3 separate regions of the Rattus norvegicus genome follow, and regions 1 and 2 are each linked to region 3. A link is a contact called in public Hi-C data. All regions are on one chromosome and are shown on one strand. Each heading gives the region's core, a stretch centred on a gene start, on an enhancer-like site or on the middle of the called end of the contact. The rest is flanking DNA. Distances are from core to core; before and after follow the strand shown. Region 1 holds the start of Cdc42bpg (CDC42 binding protein kinase gamma). Region 2 overlaps Cdc42bpg (CDC42 binding protein kinase gamma). Region 3 holds the start of Arl2 (ADP-ribosylation factor like GTPase 2).

Region 1 (2,700 bases), core at 102-2,601, 160 kb after region 3:
GGTCACTCTTGGTTACATAGTGTGTTCCAGATCAGCCTAGTTTATATGAGATGCTAAAACAACAACAAAAACAAAAACATAAATCCAAACTCCAGCCTGCCCTCCCCTATCCTCCCTTGGCAGGGCCTTTGCAGCCTAGCATTGAATTTGAATCCTGAGTCTCCTTGCCAGCCTGATTGTTCTGAGAAAGAAGTGCATGCCTGTGTTTTCCCCATTTCAAATGGTGGACCCCATAGAGAAGGGGCTTCTGTAAAGATCAAACGAGAGATTTGCAATGTTTTGCTTCTTTATTTTGTTTTTTGTTTTTTTCTAAGACAGGAACTCTGTGTAACAGCCCTAGCTGTCCTGGAACTCACTCTATAGATTAGGCTGAACAGGACTCAGAGATCTGCCTGTCTCTGCCTTCTAAGTGCTGGGATTAAAGGTATGCACTCCCACACCACCACCCCAACATACCCCTACAGTGTTTCTAAACCCCCTGTTTAACGCGATTTGGGTGTCCCACTCACCTTGCCCCTGCAAACACTCAGACTGCTTCCTCCCTCAATGCTGATAACTTGATCCTGTCAGGTCTCGAGCTTCCAGTCTGGAAAGGGAGGCAAGTCCCCTAAAGAGGTCTTCTAATTAATGAGTTGTTTAAAAGACACCAGAACACCCTTCCCTTTGATATCTGGTCTGCCCCGGTCAAAGCCAGCACAGCTGGCTACAACTGACCAGAAATCAAAAACCTCGTTGGACACAGCCAGCACCTCCTCCTACTTTGCCTCCATCAGCTCATCTCGGATTTCTTGCGACCTCCACGTTCCAGTTCAGGGCTTTGTTGCCGCCAAAGTCTTAAAACTAGGTACCACCTAAGTCCACACGAGGATCTAGTTACAGAGACCCCTACCCTCAACCTTCAAAAGCCTCAGTGTATTCATCTGCTTAATGAGTGTGCTCATACTACCTTAACTACATGTCTCTGGGTTAGTTTTAAGGATATAAAGGAGATCAGAAACTTTGGGGGGGGGGTAGGTGGGTGTGTTGCCTTAGCGCCGCTTGCAAACCCCGGCGAAAGCGGACTACAACTCCCATCCGGCTCCAGGGCTGCAACCGTCCCTAGCCCCTCTGGCCTGGCTAAGGGACAGGCCGCTGGCCGGGTCGCGCGGGAAGTTGCGGTAGGTTCCATCTAGGGTAATGTCTCATGAGGATCTAGGTGGGGCTGGGACTGGGGTGGCAAGGTCATCAGGGGATCTTCTTGTGACCCCAACGGACCCCCCCTCCAACCCCGCCCCAGAGTTACTTTTCGTGGCCCGCCCTCCCACTTCCTGGACGAGGGTCGGCCCCGCCCCCGCGCGCCTCTACCTTCCCACCTTCACCTTCAGCCGCGGCTCCCATTGGCCGGCGCGCACCTGCCTGTCCGTCGGGGGCGGGCTTGGAGGGCGGGGCGGGCGGCCAGGTGAAGGAGCGCGGGTGTCGACGGAGGAAGGTGACAGCGGGGAGGGCGGGAGGGAGGGGGGAAGCCGAGCAGGACGAGCTGCGGAACCACGGACCGACCGCCGGACGGACGGACGGGGCATGCGGGCGGCCTGGCTCTAGCCCGGGTTACGGGGCTCCAGCCGCAGCCATGGAGCAGCGGCTGCGTGCGCTGGAGCAGTTGGTACGGGGCGAGGCTGGTGGCAGCCCGGGGCTCGACGGCCTCCTGGATTTGCTGCTGGGGGTGCACCAGGAGCTCAGCAGCGCCCCCCTGCGCCGGGAGCGTAACGTGGCGCAGTTTCTGAGCTGGGGTGAGTGGTCAGGGCAACACCCGGGAAGGGAGGCTGGAGGGACAACGCCTGGAGCTCTGTGCCCCCAGACCTTTTCCCGGGAATGGCATACTCCAGAAACTTCCTCCTGAAGATGCACTAAGTCCTTGCGCTGTATCTAACGCTTGCCATCGGACTCCACGGCGTGCTCACTCACTTGCACCTTACTTCAAACTCCCAGATACAGAGCCAAGTACACAATGCACACTTCACACATACTCTCATTTCATTCCCAGCTACAGACCCCAGACATGTTGCCAATACACATCTTTCACAACGGTCACCTACAGGATTCCTTGGTCACACGTCACACCCAGAACATACATTCAAGTGGACACCCGTTTTGTGTCACATAAACAAACATACAGACTTTCTCAATTCCATCGTTCTTCAAGGGATGGGCACTTTTTTTCTGGGACCCCTCTCACCTGTCTAGCTCAGTCACAGACACGCACAAATCCTCGTCCTTCACCTTGCAGGCAAATTTCCTTCAATCTCTAGCCGGGACTAAGAACCACCCTCAGCCCCTTTGGATGACTTGGGGTCTCATTAGAAGTAGATCTGCACCCTTTCCTATTTGATTCATCTGAATCCCTGGGAATGACTGACCTAGGGTGACCCTAAGCCCATTGTGGGCACTGGTACCAGCACAAGGGTTTCCTGGACACACCTAGCCAGGCTTGGTGGGGAGGGCATAGGAATTGGGCCTGGAGAGTGGGGTGTTTGCCCAGTAGGCAATCAAAGTTCCTGGCCCTCCTGAGCTATGGGCAGGCACAAGGCTTGACGTAGTATGGTTGGGGGTCTGCCATCCAGTCCTGCCATTTCTTTCTGGGGTGAGAGCAGTGAAAGGGCCCTGCCCCCGTTGCCTGCCTGTTTCTCTGTGACTCTTATGTGTTATACATGTGTCTGATTTGTC
Region 2 (2,700 bases), core at 63-2,562, 180 kb after region 3:
TCTGTTACAGCTTTCAGGGTTGTGTGCTAATCATGCTCATCTGCTGAACATTCCTACCTGAGCCGTTTCCCAAGGCCTAGAAAGAAAAAAATTTTTTTGCAGTGCTGGGGTCAAACATAGAGTGTTGATTGTGCTAAGCATTGTTACTGAGCGAGCTATGTTCTTTCGGGAGTGGGGGTGAGGGGGTGGTGTTGAGACAGGGTCTCTCTATTTAGTCCTGGCTGTTCTGGAATTTGATATGTAGACTAGGCTGGCCTTCAGAGATGCAGCCTAAAGATGGGGAGGGAATCTTTGTCTGAGGTCTCGGAAAGACCTGACAGGCACTCACCCTCCAGCTACCCTCACCGTCCACTCTCAAATTCTCGCTCCTGCTGTTCCCTCTCCTTTGAATGCTTTTCCTGCCTTCAATGCCCAGGCTGCCCACCACTGTGACCTTTAAAGCAGTTGGGGACGTGGTCAGGTGTCACTGCCACCAACACAATCCTCTACCGTTTTGGCTCCTGTGCTGTGGCCTTCCTCCCTTCCTTCCTTCCTTCTTCCCCCCTTTCCTTCTCTCCATCCCTCCCTTCTTTCTCTCCCCTTTTAAAAAGGCTCTCATGTAGCCTTGAATACCTGATTCTGCTGCCTCCACCTTCTAGGTGCTGGGGTCACAGGCATGTGCCTCTACACCCAGTTTGCCTTGCTTTTTCTTCCATGCCTGTCTTTTGTTAGCTGTGGGGTCCATGGTGGTTGGGGTCAGCTCTCACTTTTCTGCCTTTGTAAAACACGGTTTGGGCTGAATGTGGAATGCAGTGAGTGAACAAGACACAGGGTTTGTTCCCTGCAGTTCTGGATTCTCTGAGGACTCCCTCACACCTTCAGTGTAGTTTCCTTTAGGGTCCTGCTACTGTAAGCGCTGGGTCCTTTGAGACCTCTGGGAGGCACTGGCACAATGAGAGAGAGAGACCTGTGTCCTTTCTCCCATCTGACTTCCTGTTCTTCCCTCCAGGTCTCAGAACGGCCCCGGAGTCTCCCTCCAGATCCTGAGTCAGAGGGCTCCCCCTGATGCCCTCTGGCAGTGCCCACCCCATTCCCAAGACAGAAGGAATGAGGAAGCAAAGAGCTTGAGGGATGCCATACCCGGCTGGTCCGGGACATGTTGAAATTCAGACTCAGGGAGAGCCTGGGTGGAGGGCTAAGAGCAAGGCGCGCCTGGGTCCCCAGGAGTGGGGTCTGGCTCCTGGCCCTATTCCTGCCATTCTCCTGGGCTTCCATCACAGCCTACACTGGCCTCTGGGAGTGCCACGCCTTTACTGCCCAGGGAAGATTGTGCCAAAGCTATGCTTCATAGGGCCAGGGACGCAGTTAGTCAGGGGAGGAATGGAGGGCGGGTCCTTGGGAGTGTGCTGGTGTCTTGTCTGCAGCCTGGCCCAGGCTGAGGCCGAGATGGAGCATGTGAGGTCTCTGCTCAGGGTCAGGCTGGGCTCTGGTTGACAAGAAAAGGATTGAAAAGAGAGAGTGAGGTAAGTGAGAGAGAGAGAGAGAGGAGAGGTGAGGGAGCAAAGGCAGCAGAGGAGGAAGTGATGGAATCAGGAGATGGATGCTAACTGAGAAAGAGGAGAGAAGGACAAAGCATGTAGTGAGGAGGATGCTGGAGAGACAGAAGGGAAGGAGGGAGAATGAGCCAGGGAAAGCCCGACCCAGGAGCTTTTCTCTAGGGTGGGGCTCAGGAGTGAGAGCAGGGCTATTGCTAGGTTATCCGTCCAGGAAAAATGGTTCCTAGGCAGGGAGGGGATGGGAGGGTATTTATAAGGGCTTCTTGGTGGGAGATAGACACCCTTCGGGGACCACTAAATATCTCCAGGCACACGTCGGCCCTTCCCAGCAGGAAGGGTCCTTTTCTGGAAGCTTCAACCAAGTGTATTAGGGGAACATAGGGGGCATTTTAATATTGATCACAGTCATTATTATTGTTATTATATTGCTATTTTTATTAAACCTCGCCCTGCTACAGTGTAGGGAATGAAAGAAGTATTTATCTCTTTGAATGCCACAGTCCCGGGATGGATGGGCTCTGATGCACCGAGATGTGGCAAGAAACAATAAAGCCAACTTTACAAGCTGCTGGCCTCCCCGCCTGGGTCTGTCTCGCTGTGCAAAAATGAGGGTGTAGAAGGAGGAGGAATGGTGGGGACCGTGCACAGATGAGAGCTTGGCCTCTGTGTGCATTTGCACGCCCTCAGCAAGACCACGGGGGCAACTTTGGATGGTCTCCAGGAGCCGTGATCTTGGGCGGATTTGTTGTTGTTGCTTGGTTCATTGGTTGGTTTTGGTTGCTGTCTATGTTTTGTTTTGTTTTAAATTTTATCTATTATTGGGGCTGGGGATTTAGCTCAGTGGTAGAGCGCTTACCTAGGAAGCACAAGGCCCTGGGTTCGGTCCCCAGCTCCAAAAAAAAGAACCAAAAAAAATTTTTTTTTATCTATTATTATATTTAGAGTACACTGTAGCTGTTTTCAGACACACCAGAAGAGAGCATTGAATTCCATATCAGATGGTTGTGAGCCACCATGTGGTGACTGGGAATTGAACTCAGGTCCTTTGGAAGAGCAGTCAGTGCTCTTAACCACTGAACCATCTCTCCAATCCTATGCTTTGTTTTTGAGACAGGGTCCTAACTACATATCTCTGGTGGCTATCCTGGAACTCAGCATGTAGACC
Region 3 (2,700 bases), core at 2-2,501:
GATGGGGTCTTCCCAGGAATGTGCTTCTCTCACCTCAGCAAGTGGCTCCTTGTCCTTCTGATGACTCTGGCCAGAAACCAGTTCATGCTTGGCTTCATCTCCCTCATATGGTCCTCCCACCCGGCAGCAAGTCCTCCAAGCACCACTGTCATAATACTTCCACCCTGGTCTAAGTCACCAGCCTGTGGGCCTTTCATAGTACAGCTGCCTAAAGGGTCCCAGCAGGTGGGCTCTCCCTCACTCCAGCCCTTTCCTCCTCCTCTTCCCACCATGCCTGTCTTATCTACCCAGGACCTTGGCACTTGCAGGTCCTCTGCTTAAGTTTCCCCAGATATCTCTATTTCCCTTAAGTCTTTGTCCAACAGTTACTATCTTGCCATGGCCTTTGACCACTTGTGGACTATATTCTTCTCTGGCCACACTACACATTTTATTTGCTTTATCACTTTTTCTCTCCCCTCTTATCACCTGAAGTGAAGGGTTTTTTCCGTTTCCATGTGACCGTATTCCCTAACAAAGTAGGTGCTCAGAGGTCATCTAATGAGTGTCTTTCTCAGAATTGTCTAAAACAGTCGCGAGTAGTAAAGTTCTAAGTGTACATTAATTTCCCTCTGACACTTCGTGGATCGCAGATGCCTAACTGGCCTGGCACAGTGCAAGACGGGTGATGAAGGTGCCAGTTAATACAATGAAAGGTCGGCAGTGGCCCTAATTGACAGTTGGACCTGTGGCCAACCAGTCCACGCCTACCCGTGGCAGTCCTAAGGACCCTGGGATTCTGACCCTAAGGGAACCGCCAAGGCCTACACCGGTGGATGAAGGGGAGGGGGTCAGCGCCGGGGAGGAGCAGGGCCCATGCTCCGACCAGCCGGAGCGAGCGTGACGTCCGAGTCATCACCACTGCGTCGCGCCTCGCAGTGATACTGGAGTCCCCCGTCTAAGCCCGCTCTTGAGACCACCGGTCTGCCTTTTGCACGCCATCCCCCGCCCTGCAGAGTGGTATGGCCCGACCCGGCCCCGCGCCGAGCAGTGGTAGCGCCGCGTGCGTGACGCACCACCGGCAATGGGTACCCACGGCGGCCGCGCCCCCGCGCCCGGCTCCGCCCACCCGGCGGGCCCCGCTACCCTCGCGACCGTTCTGGTGCTCCGAGGATACAGCATGAGCAGCCGCAGCTCTCGCTCTTTCTGCTTCATCTTCTTCAGAATGGTCAGAAGCCCCATGATCCCGTAGCCCCCTCCCGGCCGCCGTTTCTTCTAGTCCCGGGACCCCGCTCCCGTTTCCTATTGGCTAGTCTGGTGCTTGGTTCCGCCTTCGTCATCACGTGACCACAAGAGTGTGGGGCGCCGCCCCCTAGCGGCGCGACAGCGAATTTGCAGTCTGCTGCCTTAACCCTTCTCTTCCAGAAAGCTGAAGGTCGGTGGACTCGGGAGAAGTCCCTAAGTCTTCCGCCTACCAGAAGCTGACTTTCTCGAGCTGTATCTCGTTTAGGTAGGGAATATACCCGCGAAGAGGTTCTGAGCCAGGAATCCAAAAAAAGAGCTTCACAAAGAGCTGATGAATCAACCGTGGACCGTAATATGGCCCAGTTACCCCGTGCATCTTGTGACTTCCATTATCCCCATTTGCCACTAACGGAGGATCCTGGTCCAGACTGTCAGAAATGACTCCATCCGTTTAGTTGAGGGGGATGACTCCCCTAGGGACCATTTCTAAATGTGCGGGCAGTATGGGCTCCTTGGGTTATTTAGAGTTCTAAGCTCCCTGCCTGTGGTGCAGGAATCAGACCCGCACAAAGGATTGATTACCCTGCCTAGGACCCTGACAGGTTGAGAAGCTCTATTCCAACTGTTAGGATAAAACTGGCGAGGCGTGGTAGTGCAGATGTCAGTCCCAGCACCAGGAAGGCAGAGACAGGAAGATCTCTGAATTCAAGGCCAGCTACGGCTAGTAGTCAGACAGTAAAGAGACCCTGTCTCAAAAAACAAAGAGATAAAAAAACCTGAAGCCCACCTGGTGCTTAGCCTCTTGGCCGCCGGCATGTAATAGGTGTACAGTCAGAATATCTTTAATAAATGACTTTGACCAAGAGTTCGTTTTTAAAAAATAATTTACTTTGCTGGTCGTGATGGCACATACCTTAAATTCCAACACCTGGAAAGCAGAAGCAAGTGGATCTCTGTGAGTTTGAGGGCAGCCTGATATATATATATACTGTGTGTGTGTGAGTGTGTGTGTGTGTGCATGCGTGCGTGCATGCATGCGTCTATGTGTGTTCCAGAACAGGAACGACTACACATACTGAGTGCCTGTCTCAAAACAACCATTATTATCAGTGTGTGTGTGTGTGTGTGTGTGTGTGCGCGCGTGAGTGTGGCTGCACATACCACTTTGTGGAGCTGATTCTAACATTTTTATGTGAACTCAGAGCATCAGACTGTCTCGGCAAGTGTTTTTTATTGGTGAGACTTCTCATGGGCCCAAAGAGCTAGTTTTTCTTTTAGTCCTCCCCTTGTCTTTTTGACTTGTTGTAACAGGGTCTCAGGCAGCCAAGGCTGGCCTTAAACTCAGTGTGTAGATCAAGATTAATTGGAACTCTTTCTTCTCAAGTATAGGTTGGTCCACCATGCTCAGCCCATTTTATAATGGGGTTTACTTTTTAAAAAGTTGTTTGGGGTTGGGGATTTAGCTCAGTGGTAGAG

The links. Hi-C and Micro-C count contacts between places; a contact is called where the count stands out from the background.
Region 1: a Hi-C map of mammary epithelial cells shows a contact between it and region 3, with 2.5 times the contacts expected there. The contact joins the promoter of Cdc42bpg here to the promoter of Arl2 in region 3. A contact is called at or near these places in 2 of 12 Hi-C or Micro-C datasets (the A7r5 cell line and mammary epithelial cells).
Region 2: a contact with region 3 is called in a Hi-C map of the Rat2 cell line, with 3 times the contacts expected there. The contact joins the enhancer-like site here to the promoter of Arl2 in region 3. A contact is called at or near these places in 4 of 12 Hi-C or Micro-C datasets (the A7r5 cell line, the Rat2 cell line, frontal cortex and 1 more).

What each region holds. Positions count from the first base shown.
Region 1 is chr1:213,036,485-213,039,184 of GRCr8, forward strand. Cdc42bpg (CDC42 binding protein kinase gamma) reads left to right here and starts at 1,352. Exons shown (of 37, transcript NM_001130013.1): 1 at 1,352-1,766. The coding sequence starts at 1,607.
Region 2 is chr1:213,055,664-213,058,363 of GRCr8, forward strand. It overlaps Cdc42bpg (CDC42 binding protein kinase gamma), which reads left to right. Exons shown (of 37, transcript NM_001130013.1): 37 at 989-2,101. The coding sequence ends at 1,045. Among named protein-coding and RNA genes, the nearest start is that of Men1, 11 kb to the right of the region's middle. Within about 2 kb of position 1,313, at least 5 of the 93 cell types and tissues checked have an H3K27ac peak or open chromatin away from gene starts, as enhancers often do. A contact at or near this core is called in the A7r5 cell line, where this site is marked.
Region 3 is chr1:212,874,115-212,876,814 of GRCr8, forward strand. Arl2 (ADP-ribosylation factor like GTPase 2) reads right to left here and starts at 1,252. Exons shown (of 5, transcript NM_031711.2): 1 at 1,157-1,252. The coding sequence starts at 1,221.